Regions from separate parts of the Mus musculus genome. Here all the other regions are linked to region 3. The links are chromatin contacts, called in public Hi-C maps. All regions are on one chromosome and are shown on one strand. The core of a region is the stretch at or near the end of the contact, and the rest is flanking DNA. Distances in the headings are between cores, read along the strand shown. Region 1 overlaps Kcnq5 (potassium voltage-gated channel, subfamily Q, member 5). Region 2 overlaps Kcnq5 (potassium voltage-gated channel, subfamily Q, member 5). Region 3 has its middle 300 kb from the start of Kcnq5.

What was found. A called contact is a pair of places that touch in the nucleus more often than the background predicts.
Region 1: a contact with region 3 is called in a Hi-C map of cortical neurons, with 4 times the contacts expected there. The contact joins two enhancer-like sites. A contact is called at or near these places in 3 of 484 Hi-C or Micro-C datasets (cerebral cortex and cortical neurons).
Region 2: a Hi-C map of cortical neurons shows a contact between it and region 3, with 3 times the contacts expected there. The contact joins two enhancer-like sites. A contact is called at or near these places in 4 of 484 Hi-C or Micro-C datasets (cerebral cortex and cortical neurons).

What each region holds. Positions count from the first base shown.
Region 1 is chr1:21,596,713-21,600,244 of GRCm38.p6, reverse strand. All of the region lies in intron 1 of Kcnq5 (potassium voltage-gated channel, subfamily Q, member 5), which reads left to right. Among named protein-coding and RNA genes, the nearest start is that of Khdc1b, 210 kb to the right of the region's middle. Within about 2 kb of position 2,139, at least 3 of the 459 cell types and tissues checked have an H3K27ac peak or open chromatin away from gene starts, as enhancers often do. A contact at or near this core is called in cortical neurons, where this site is marked.
Region 2 is chr1:21,682,899-21,686,471 of GRCm38.p6, reverse strand. The region is part of intron 1 of Kcnq5 (potassium voltage-gated channel, subfamily Q, member 5); the gene reads left to right. Among named protein-coding and RNA genes, the nearest start is that of Kcnq5, 280 kb to the left of the region's middle. Within about 2 kb of position 1,676, at least 3 of the 459 cell types and tissues checked have an H3K27ac peak or open chromatin away from gene starts, as enhancers often do. A contact at or near this core is called in cortical neurons, where this site is marked.
Region 3 is chr1:22,265,122-22,268,594 of GRCm38.p6, reverse strand. No RefSeq gene overlaps it. Among named protein-coding and RNA genes, the nearest start is that of Kcnq5, 300 kb to the right of the region's middle. Within about 2 kb of position 1,939, at least 23 of the 459 cell types and tissues checked have an H3K27ac peak or open chromatin away from gene starts, as enhancers often do. A contact at or near this core is called in cortical neurons, where this site is marked.

The DNA of each region.
Region 1 (3,532 bases), core at 890-3,389, 670 kb after region 3:
AACATAGCATGTTGGTTGAATGCTCATTATTCTTTTTCAAGGAAAGAGCAGAAAATCAAACATAGTTTAGTAAAAAGTAATTATGTTAGGGACCAGTGTGGGTGTACTCTCAGGATACAGGTCAAGAGTGTGCAGGTTCACTCCAGGTTTTGTGAATTGGTAGCAAAGAGACAGAAATTGAAGTGTCCTTAAGCTAGGTGGGCATTTTGAAACCAGTTTTGCTATTATCTGGGGAGTGGAAAATCTGAACTTGAGTTTCCTGGCAAGAGATGGAGCTATTTCATGTTGGTAACTGAATGCCAGATCTTTTGCTTACATTGGAGGGTCACACAATGTCAGTCTCACATCAAGGGATGTAGTAACACAGTGGGTATATTTAAGGCACAGTGAGGAGAGGGTTACGAGATCAGGACATTGTTTCCTATGAATAGTAGACAAAAACAGTCTCAGTATATTCAGTCAGAAAACCTCTGGGGAAACTAGAGTAAAGCCATCCTTCAGTGTATGATGAGCTTTCTGGGGAGGTAGGAGTGCATGCTTTCTGTAGTTGTGAGCTTGAAGAACCAATGGCAAAGGTTCTCTATGGAGTTGAGCCCACTGAGGAAGCAGTTTTCCAAGAGTAGAGCTGTGCCTAGCAGGCCTGAGTGGGCATAAAGGTTCAGGACCCTGGAAGGACTCAAAGAGAAACTGAACAAATGTCTTTCAGAGATGCTTAAAGATAACCACTTTGGGGAATGAAAGATTCGATCTGAGAGCCTTCTGATCACAAGGATTCATTGATCATTGAAGCAAGCTTCATCCAAAGCGTGTCCCAATCTGTATGTACACAGTGTAGCCTCTGCTCTGATAGAAAGAAAGCCTTTTGAATTGCTTGTAGATTTTCAAAGTTCTAAATTGCTTACATTTTCCAGACCCTTCTTCAGAAACACAATAACAAAGTCAAAAGCACTAGTCCCCCAATCCCTCGATTGCTTTTTAATACTGCATACAATATGTAACATATCAGAATTCATGGTAGAACTTCACAGACTTTATAGTAATCGTTGTATTAGAGTATTACTACATAGGTCTTAGTAGCTCACTGTGAAAAACACCAAAACGTCATGCTACAGTTTTGTTGCTTTGCCGTGGAGGGTGAGATGTGCTTCGAAGAGACCTCCAGGTGAAAACTGGACATCTTTCATGGAAAAATTATGTACCAAGGATATTTCACAGAGCACTAAATTTATATAAAGACAGATAAATTTAGGATGCAAGAGCCAAATGTTGAGCCTTAGTCCTGCCAATGTGCTCATTAGACTGCTTCAATTTCACCTGCTAATGCATGATGCTGGAGGATCATCTAAAGTCACTAATACCAATACCAGCACACATGCTTTAGACATCATAATCTTTGATGCACCTACAAACATTTATGTCTTCCATACAATATACTAAAATGCTCACTTCATCATGGCAATACTTGAAATTTTATGAAGCAGTGTAGCTGTGGTTAATTGTTTTTATGTAAACAGTTCCTAAGGTCTGTATTTCTTAAGTATTTCTGTGTCTCTCATTAGAGTGCTTTATTTTAATCCCATGATCCTATATCATGTAATATTTAATGATCTCCTCTCCTCCAAAGGTTTCTCAATAAAACTGACAGTCCACCAAAATACTTGCAGCAGATTGCATTCTGGGGAGAACTGTATATTTGTGTCAATATCAGCAAAACCTCCTTGCTGAAGCCCTGTGAAATTTCCATGTCTGATATTCATTCTGTGTCTAGTTTCTTCACTGCAACATTCACAGTTGTTTGTGAATGTCTAGGGGTGTGTGTGTGTGTGTGTGTGTGTGTGTGTGTGTGTGTGTGCTTATGTATGTGCATGTGTGCCTGTTTGTGCATGTGTGCATGTGTGTGTATGTTCATGTGTGAGTGCTCGTGTGTGTGTGTGTGTGTGTGCATGCCTGTGCATGCATGGATGCATGTGTGTGCGCATGTGTATATGTTCATGTGTGTGCAAATACATGTGTGCGTGCATGTGTGCGTGCAAGAATGATAGCAATGTAATTTGCTAAGGTTCCTTTGGCAGAGCATCAGCTAGGCTTTTCTGAGTGCTATATTTGCATGCTGTTTTAATTCCAGCTAAGTGCACCTGCTCTGAAAGCACATGCCTTGGAATCAGGGCATCATTTGTTCAAACAAGAACCTGGGTTTCTCAGCTCAGCCTTCTTGCTAAATTACATCCCAGAAATTGATTCTTAATTAGCTAACATAAAAAGTTGATGGTACTTTTCTTGGCTAAACAGAGCAGCCTTGAGACTGGTAATATTTACTTTCTCATAAATACTCTTCTCATCTTAAAATAATCAGTGCTTTCCAAATGAGAAGCTTGGGATAAAAAAAAAATGTTTGGATAAGCATGAATCTTATCTGAAACAAAATAGAAATGCTTCAGATAAAATAAAGGCCAGAAGCTGCTATGGAGTCATTTCGAAGGAATATATTTATCTCATGGTAGTTTTAAGCTGACCACTGATGAGATTTCCTTGGTAAGTCGTGAGTAGCTACCAAATACGGCCATTGTCCAGTTCACAACCCTACCTCATAACCTGTCACCATTTAAATTACCATTTTAATTTTGTGTATAAGTATATTATAAATACATCAGTAGACTAATTAAACCTATATGCCATTTGTCAGAATGTTTTTAAATACATGAAATATAAATAATTACAAAAGATAAAATTATGTCAAAATTCAAGGGTTGAAGTATCAAACATGCTTGTCATATGGCAAGACATTAATTTATTAATCATTATTAATAATATTATATTATATTAATTATGTTGTATTGCGTCATATTATATTGATACATTATGTTATTAATGTATATTATTAATTATTATTAGTGCTTTATTATTAATGCATTTAAAATAGCCCCTAGCCAGGGTCTAACAATTGCCATAATCTGGAAATAATGATTACAAAAATCACTATTCAACATGAAATGATTGTGATTTTTTTTATTGATGGTATAAAATATAATATGACAATATCATTTCATCATAGTGAAAACTAAAATCAGCCTTTTTCCTACTCATTTCAAAAATGCCCTAATGCATAGGATCCTAATACATAGGATCCTAATACATACATAATACATAGGATCCTAATACATAGGATCCTAATACATAGGATCCTCAGAAGCCTATGGACATGGATCAAGACACTCAGATAGACAGTGTCCTACCACTGCCACTACTTGTTTTATGTATATATATATATATATATATATATATATATATACTTTTTATTAGGTATTTTCCTCATTTACATTTCCAATACTATCCCAAAATACCTCCATACCCTCCCACCCACTCCCACTTTTTGGCCCTGGAGTTCCCCTGTACTGGGGCATATAAAGTTTGAAAGTCCAATGGGCCTCTCTTTCCAGCGAGTGCATGCTATTCAGAACTCTAAGTTCGTCTATACTATCTACGAGATCTTTCATAACTACTAAACTAAATACAAAATCTACCTTAGAAGCAT
Region 2 (3,573 bases), core at 427-2,926, 580 kb after region 3:
ATCATCTCCCCATCTTTGTAACATCACTAATTATATTGTCAGTTCTCGCATATTTGAAGTTGTGTAGTCTGTGACTGTCATCATGTTATTGGGCTTGTGATATTCATTCCAAAGGACTGGTGCACCTTTTGGATTTTAGTGCATTCCTTTAGGTCACATAGAAATGTTTTACCTCATTGCTTTTCCTCTGTTGTTTTTGTGTGGTTCTATATGTCGATCCTCAAACTGATTTCCCATGTGTTTTGGAATTTTTGAGATGGATTTTATTTATACCTAGCATCAACACACATTGCATTTCTGAGATAAAGGACACAGGTTACCTTTCTGTTATACCAATCTAGGTCCCTAGGCTACTGATATTTATTAACTCTTTGATTTTCAACCAATGACGGGATTTCTCAGCTATAAATACAATGATGAGTGTGGGCTTCCTTCTAGATCACCTCCATTGTCCTCTGATAGGTTTATCTTTCTCATGAAATTATGCATCATCATTCTGTAGCTAGATAGAAATAAATTTTCAAACAGTTTGGAATACATGAAGATGAATGGTCTTACTAGTGACCAAACTTCATCTTCCAATAGGCTGGTTGAAGGTTCTTAGCATCCTGCCATGAGCATTCACAAAAGGAAGTTGGATGTGCTTTTGGTTTTTAAAGAGAATGATGTCATTTAAAACATGCAGTGTTCCAAAATGACATTAAACAAAAACAGACTCATCGGGTCCTTTCTGTGTAAATCATGTCGAACCAGTCCCATGCTGTGACACCAGTGGAGGTATAGGCTTTTCTGTCCTCAGTGATTGGTACATACGAGGCACTCTGACAAGTAGTCATCACAACCCTCGCTATTCTAAGAGAGTACATGGATGGGTCTGTGGCTCCAGCTCTATATGTAGCAGAGGATGACCTTATCTTACATCGATGACCTTGGTCCTGTGAAGGCTTTGATGCCCCAGCATAGGGGGATGCTAGAACTTAGTTGGGTGGGTAGAAGAGCACCCTCTTAGAGCAAAAGGGGAGGGAGAGTGGAATGGGGAATTTGCAGAGGGTAGGCCAGGAATGGAATGGGGTGCAACATTTGAAATGTAAATAAATAAAATAACCAATAAAAAATAGAACACAGTAACATTGCTAAAGTGTTAATTTGTAGGCAGAGCTCCTGAATGTTTTTCAATTTTTTATTAGATATTTTCTTCATTTACATTTTAAATGCTATCCTGAAGGTCCCCTATACCCTCCCCCGCCCTGCTCCCCTATCCACCCACTCCCAATTCTTGGCCCTGGCATTCCCCTGTACTGGGGCATATAAAGTTTGCAAGACCAAGGGGCCTCTTGTTTTCGACTTTCGTTTTCCAGTGGCATATGCCTTGAAAACTCTTTGCCACTGACTTACTTCACAATTGTCCTGAGTGCAATTTGAATCTTACTGGAGAAGAGGAGATCATCTGTTCTGGCCTCAGTTTCACAGGCAAATAGTGCTACATAGGGACAGGTTAGAATTTACAAAGCCACCAGGGGCTAAGCCAAGATGGGAGTCCAAAACTCCTGATCTTACCTCAGCACTGTGTCAACTTGACCATCCCAACTTTCTAATTACTCTGAGTTAATGCTTAATTGTCTGGGTGAGTACACTGCCATTCAAGATCTGTGTGTATTTCCATGCACTGCAAAGCAAAATCTGAACAAGTAGTATTAATAGAAATGTGTTAACAGGCAAAGACAGTTTGTTCCACAGTGCCTTCGTGAAGTGTGAGCATTAGTTCAACATTTCTGCCATCAAGAATTTACAGTTTGTATGTCTATGATCCCCCAAACATTTTAAAGTATAAGAAAGACTATATTTTTATCCACACGCAGATTTTTCATATCCATTTAAACTGTCTCTTCAGAAAGTTATCCACATAAGCCAAACATATGGACTTTCTAAAATTAGAGAAACCTTTTTGGAACTTAAAGAGACACCAAGTCACGGTGAATAATTCAAGAGGAACAGAGCTATAAAATAGAGAAAACAATTTTGTATTGTGCAGACAGAGTTCTACAAAATGATATGGGAAATATTCTGGATAATTTCATTTGGTGAACAGAAACCAAGTCAAATGATTTAAAGAAATTCTTACAAGTATTTCTGTCTCCCTCTTAAAAATTAAAGATGTCTACTGATTTAAATACACCACCTGGGTTCTGCACCAATATTCAGCAATCTCTTTTTAGAAGTCAGGAAAAAAAAATGCATCGATTTTCCCAAACCTGCCCCATTCTCCAAAATTAGAAATGTATACATGTAAGTTGATCATCTGTAAAAATGTGGTATGTAAAATATGAAAACTCTGTAACTGATCTTATTTTGTGACCATCTGTGTAATGGTTTAAATTTTCACGCGGATTTAACTTTGAAATATTTCAATAGAGATGTTTTCAAACAAAAAGTAATGCTAGATGAAGAGCTAAAGGCAACCGATGATAACTGAGAGAGGAATAGATTTTCTCAACTCCTCTGACAGGTTATCAAATACCAAGTGTCATCGCTAAACACATGCAACACTGAATGGACTCAGTATATTATATACACAATATATATATAACATTTATGTAAAAATAACAACTATAAAAAGATAGTTTACAAATTCATGATGGAACAAGTAATGTGGGTGGAATCGGAGATGGTAGAAGGAAAGGTTGAAATGATGTGAATCTAGTGTTCATGTACAGAATTTTCAAAGGTATTTTTTTTAAAAACACTAAGCTTAAAAAATAAGCTACAGAAATATATTTGAATTTTTATTCACTTGAAAAAATGTAGGCATGAGGAGTAAGTTACAGGTAACAGCATTTCATAGTTGTAGGAAATCAACAAACACAGATAGCATCCTGTAAAGAAAGCAGCTTTAGGGAAGAGAAGTGGAATGAGATTTAGAAACAAAAATAATAACAAAGATAGCAGTGGCAGAGGAAGAATACAACAATTAAAGAGAGTTCACCTCGCCGGGCGTGGTGGTGCACGCCTTTATTCCCAGCCCTTGGGAGGCAGAGGCAGGTGGATTTCTGAGTTCGAGGCCAGCCTGGTCTACAAAGTGAGTTCCAGGACAGCCAGGGCTATACAGAGAAACCCTGTCTCGAAAGAGAGAGAGAGAGAGAGAGAGAGAGAGAGAGAGAGAGAGAGAGAGAGAGAAGCCTAAAGACCGAAAGAACTAATATCCACACATAAGCCAAGAGCATCTCCTTGCCCATTTTGGCATTCCCTTGTCTTCCTCTGTTTAGAATACCAATTTTGAAGCAAAGATAACCTGAAAATGCATGGAAGGTTTCTAAATGAATACATGGATAACAAGTAAAAAAAATTAGACCTGATAACCATGTGCAATTTTAGAAATATTTCTATGTTGTTCAGAATTTCATTCATTATTTTTGAGCATATTCATCTCCACTTTCAACTCCACCCACACCTATCCCAATTCATTACTTTGTGTTCCCATTCTTTAAACCCATGGACTCCAATTATTATGCCTATGCACTCTTGAGTGTGGGGTATACATATCCAGTAAAGTGTGCTGGGCATACCAGGAGCAAC
Region 3 (3,473 bases), core at 690-3,189:
TGACATAAAATAACAAGAGTTGTGTGTAAGCCCCGAGAGGTCAGAAACACAAAGCCATGGTAACTCAGAGGGATTGAGTAGCCTTAGAATATAGGAAGAATCTTTTCATAACCTTCCTAGTTTCTGAAGCTCCAGGTGGCCTTTGGAAGGTGGCAGTCTCTGTCACCACATTCCTTTGCCCTTCTACCCTAGATCCCTGAGGCTGTCATTGGAGTTTGGGTGTGGCAAGACCTCTTCTAAGGATATTAACTATTACAAAGAGTTGCAAACACAGGTACATTCTCACGTTCCCGGCATGCCTGTGGTTCAGGTAAATGAGGTCATTTCCATTCAGGTTCAGGTGGAAGCCGATTCGCGTCTGGTATCTTCCCAGTCTCATTACCACGAGTAACTAAGTCAGTCTGGAGAGAAGCCAGACCATAGCCACTGAATCAGTAAAGTTCCATTAACTATGAATCTGGGAGCTTCCCATCAACAAATGAACAAAAACAAAAAAGCAAAAAGAAGCCAAGAAATAACAACAACAAGACCTTCAAAATGTCTCTGAAAACCTTTCTGTGAGTCCTTGAAACAACTTGCTAGATGCGTTTTAACAGCCACTGCAACAATTTATACTTTTTACAATAACAACAAAACGTTCAAGTTGGGTTTTTCTTTTTTAAAAATGTATTATTCATTTTAACATTACCTATATACATGCATGTCTGTGTTTGGTGACATGCACGTGAGTGCCCAAGAGGCCAGAAGAGGGCATGAGATACACCGGAGTTGGAATGACAAGTGATCATGAGCCATCTGATGTGGCACTTAAAGGTCCTCTATAAGACGCTAGTATCTCTCAACTCCTAAATTAATCTTTTTGTGACGGGTATAAACAACTGGTTGTGAAATCTCACTATTTTCTGATATTGAACAGAAAACACAGACAATAATACTGACTACCTTGCATGTCTCAAAGGAATACATGAAGCATTCTTGATTATACAAAACGGTATAAGAACGGGACCTGTGTTTCCCACTCTCATCCTAACAGCCCACAGAGGAACAGTATAGATGCAGACACAGAGCCAGAGCCCTTCCTTCCTCAAAGGCTGGTCTTCTAACCCAACCACTAGGAGCAGTGTGACTTGAGAGCTTGTTGGAGATGTGGAACCTCAGATTCCATCCAAAACTGAATCAAAGGCGTCTTATAATGTCATCCCTGGGGAGGTATCTGGACACTAATCTTGGGAGAACTCTGCCCTAAGTGATTTTGTTGGAACGTTTTAATTTTTGTACAGGGACTCTTCTTGTCTTCTCTGATATTGAGGGCTCTTTAGGGACTCCCTCCAAGATCATCAATTGAGGCAAGGAAAGAAAAGAGTGACTCAGATGATCTGAATGAAACCTGCAGTAGCAGCATCTGACATGGACACTAGTCATGTTTAGCTCAGGTGACAGCAAAGTCAATGGAGGAACCTACAGAGTGGGCGATCTCAAGTCCAGCCTTCGAGTTTGGTCTTTCTAGAGGCAACTGTAAAGATTGACTGCAAGGGAGTGCCAGGGATATCACTTAAGAAATATATAATAGGAGTAAAGGAAATGGGGACGAACATTAGGAAGACATAAAAGGAAGGGAGAAAGCAAAAGAAAGGAAGGGGCGAAGTCAGCACTCGGCTACAGAGTCCTTTGATTTCCCTCACACCTCGTTTCTGGTTCCTTTCCAGAACGTGTGACTAACTATAACGTTCATCTCCATAAGGTCCGACCCAGTCCTGCTTTGAACTGCCCAGATGAAAGGCGCACCACAAATACAGAATGATGGCATCCAGGTTGGCGTTTGAGCAAGAAAGTATCTCAGTGTGGTCTCCTATTATTTAAAAGCTGAGAGTTCCTGACAGAGCTGCTGGGCTTCACACAGTCTCACTGTGGGTTGGTGAGCTTTCTGGCAGGGCCATGGTTGCCAAGGAAACTGCATCAGGAATGAACGACTGGGACTGTGGATTCTTGGTTGATTGGTGAAGCTTAAAGCCTAATACCGCATGCAAGACACACTTTTAGTGACCAGAGCAAAGGCAAATGATCGTTACAAGAAGGGATCGCGACTCTCTTCTCCCTCAGATCTCATCTGGTTGTCAGTTCCTAGTCCAGAAAGTTGTTGCCTTCTCTGGATCAATAAATGGGGCTTATAAACCATGAGCAAGAACACGTGAGCCCCACAAGGAACCGTTGCCTTCCTTAGTTGGTCACAGAAGTCTTTCTAGTCTTCCTGCAAGCAAATGTGAAAGTGCAGTGAGTAGGTGATACTCAGAAGTTTCCTGCCCTCTGCTTGCTTTGTTCATTAAGGACCAGAAGAAAGGCTGCCTTGCCATCTTTTCCACTAGGGGAATGTATGTGGAAGATTCAAGAATCTTACTTTTTGTTGTTGTTGTTGTTGTTGTTGTTGTGGTTCACTGCACATCTGTAAACTTGTCTTGACTGCTCCTGGATGGAGTTCTTCCTCTCTGCTCCCTGGGATGGCACCCACGACTTTTATTATCACATTCTATTGTTATTATTTGGGGAATGCCTATTATTTTTGTTCACGCCTATTGTTTTTGCTGGCCAAATAATTTTCTTGACATCAAGGATTATGTTTATTTTAGCTTTTGAAAGTGGCCAGCACAGTGCTGGACAAGGAGCGTTTTCAATAATTATTTGAGTAATCTGTTCTCTTGAGATAAAGGCTGAGGGAATGAGGAAGACATAGCCTGAACTACCTCTAGGAAAGGACATTGTAATCGTCTCCTTGAAGACCTTGCCTAGTTGCAAGTCATTTATATAGTTAATGCACCAAGCTTTAATGTTGCCTCTACCCCTAGAAGACAGGTGGTGCTATTCACACGGAGAAAAAAACTCAACCCAAGAAAGGATAAGCAGGTCCAGGAGATGTCCAGACTGAGCCAGTCAGATTTCCCCACATAACTCTGTCAGTGTGTCAGTGTTCTAGAGACGTGTGATAGATGTTGTAGAGTCTTGTATAGAGTATTCTCAGGATAAGAAGGACACAGACCTCTCATGGTGATTAAACCATCCTTGATGAGAGGAAATGAAGTTAGATTCCACATTGGTTGGAATACAGTGGGACCCAGTAGTGTGTGTGCAAAAGGATGCCAACAGAATAGAATAGACAAGATATGCTAGGGGTGAAACAAGTTCCAATGTTGACAAGCACTGGAGGAATTTTCAAGTGGTTTAAAAACTTTATCTCTAACTCAGGTGAATTATATGATTTTCAAAAAACAATGTGATAATTAGACAATATATGCAGATGTGCTTAGCAAAATTCCCAATGTACGATAAGTGCTTAGGGCACTGTTATCACTTTTATTACCAATACCATTACCATTAAATATGGATGCTATTGTTGTAAAAATGGTAGTTTGGAAATTCTGTTTGATTCCCTTAGGGGATGGAGATCTAGTCAAGAGCTTACCCATACTAAACAAGTGCTC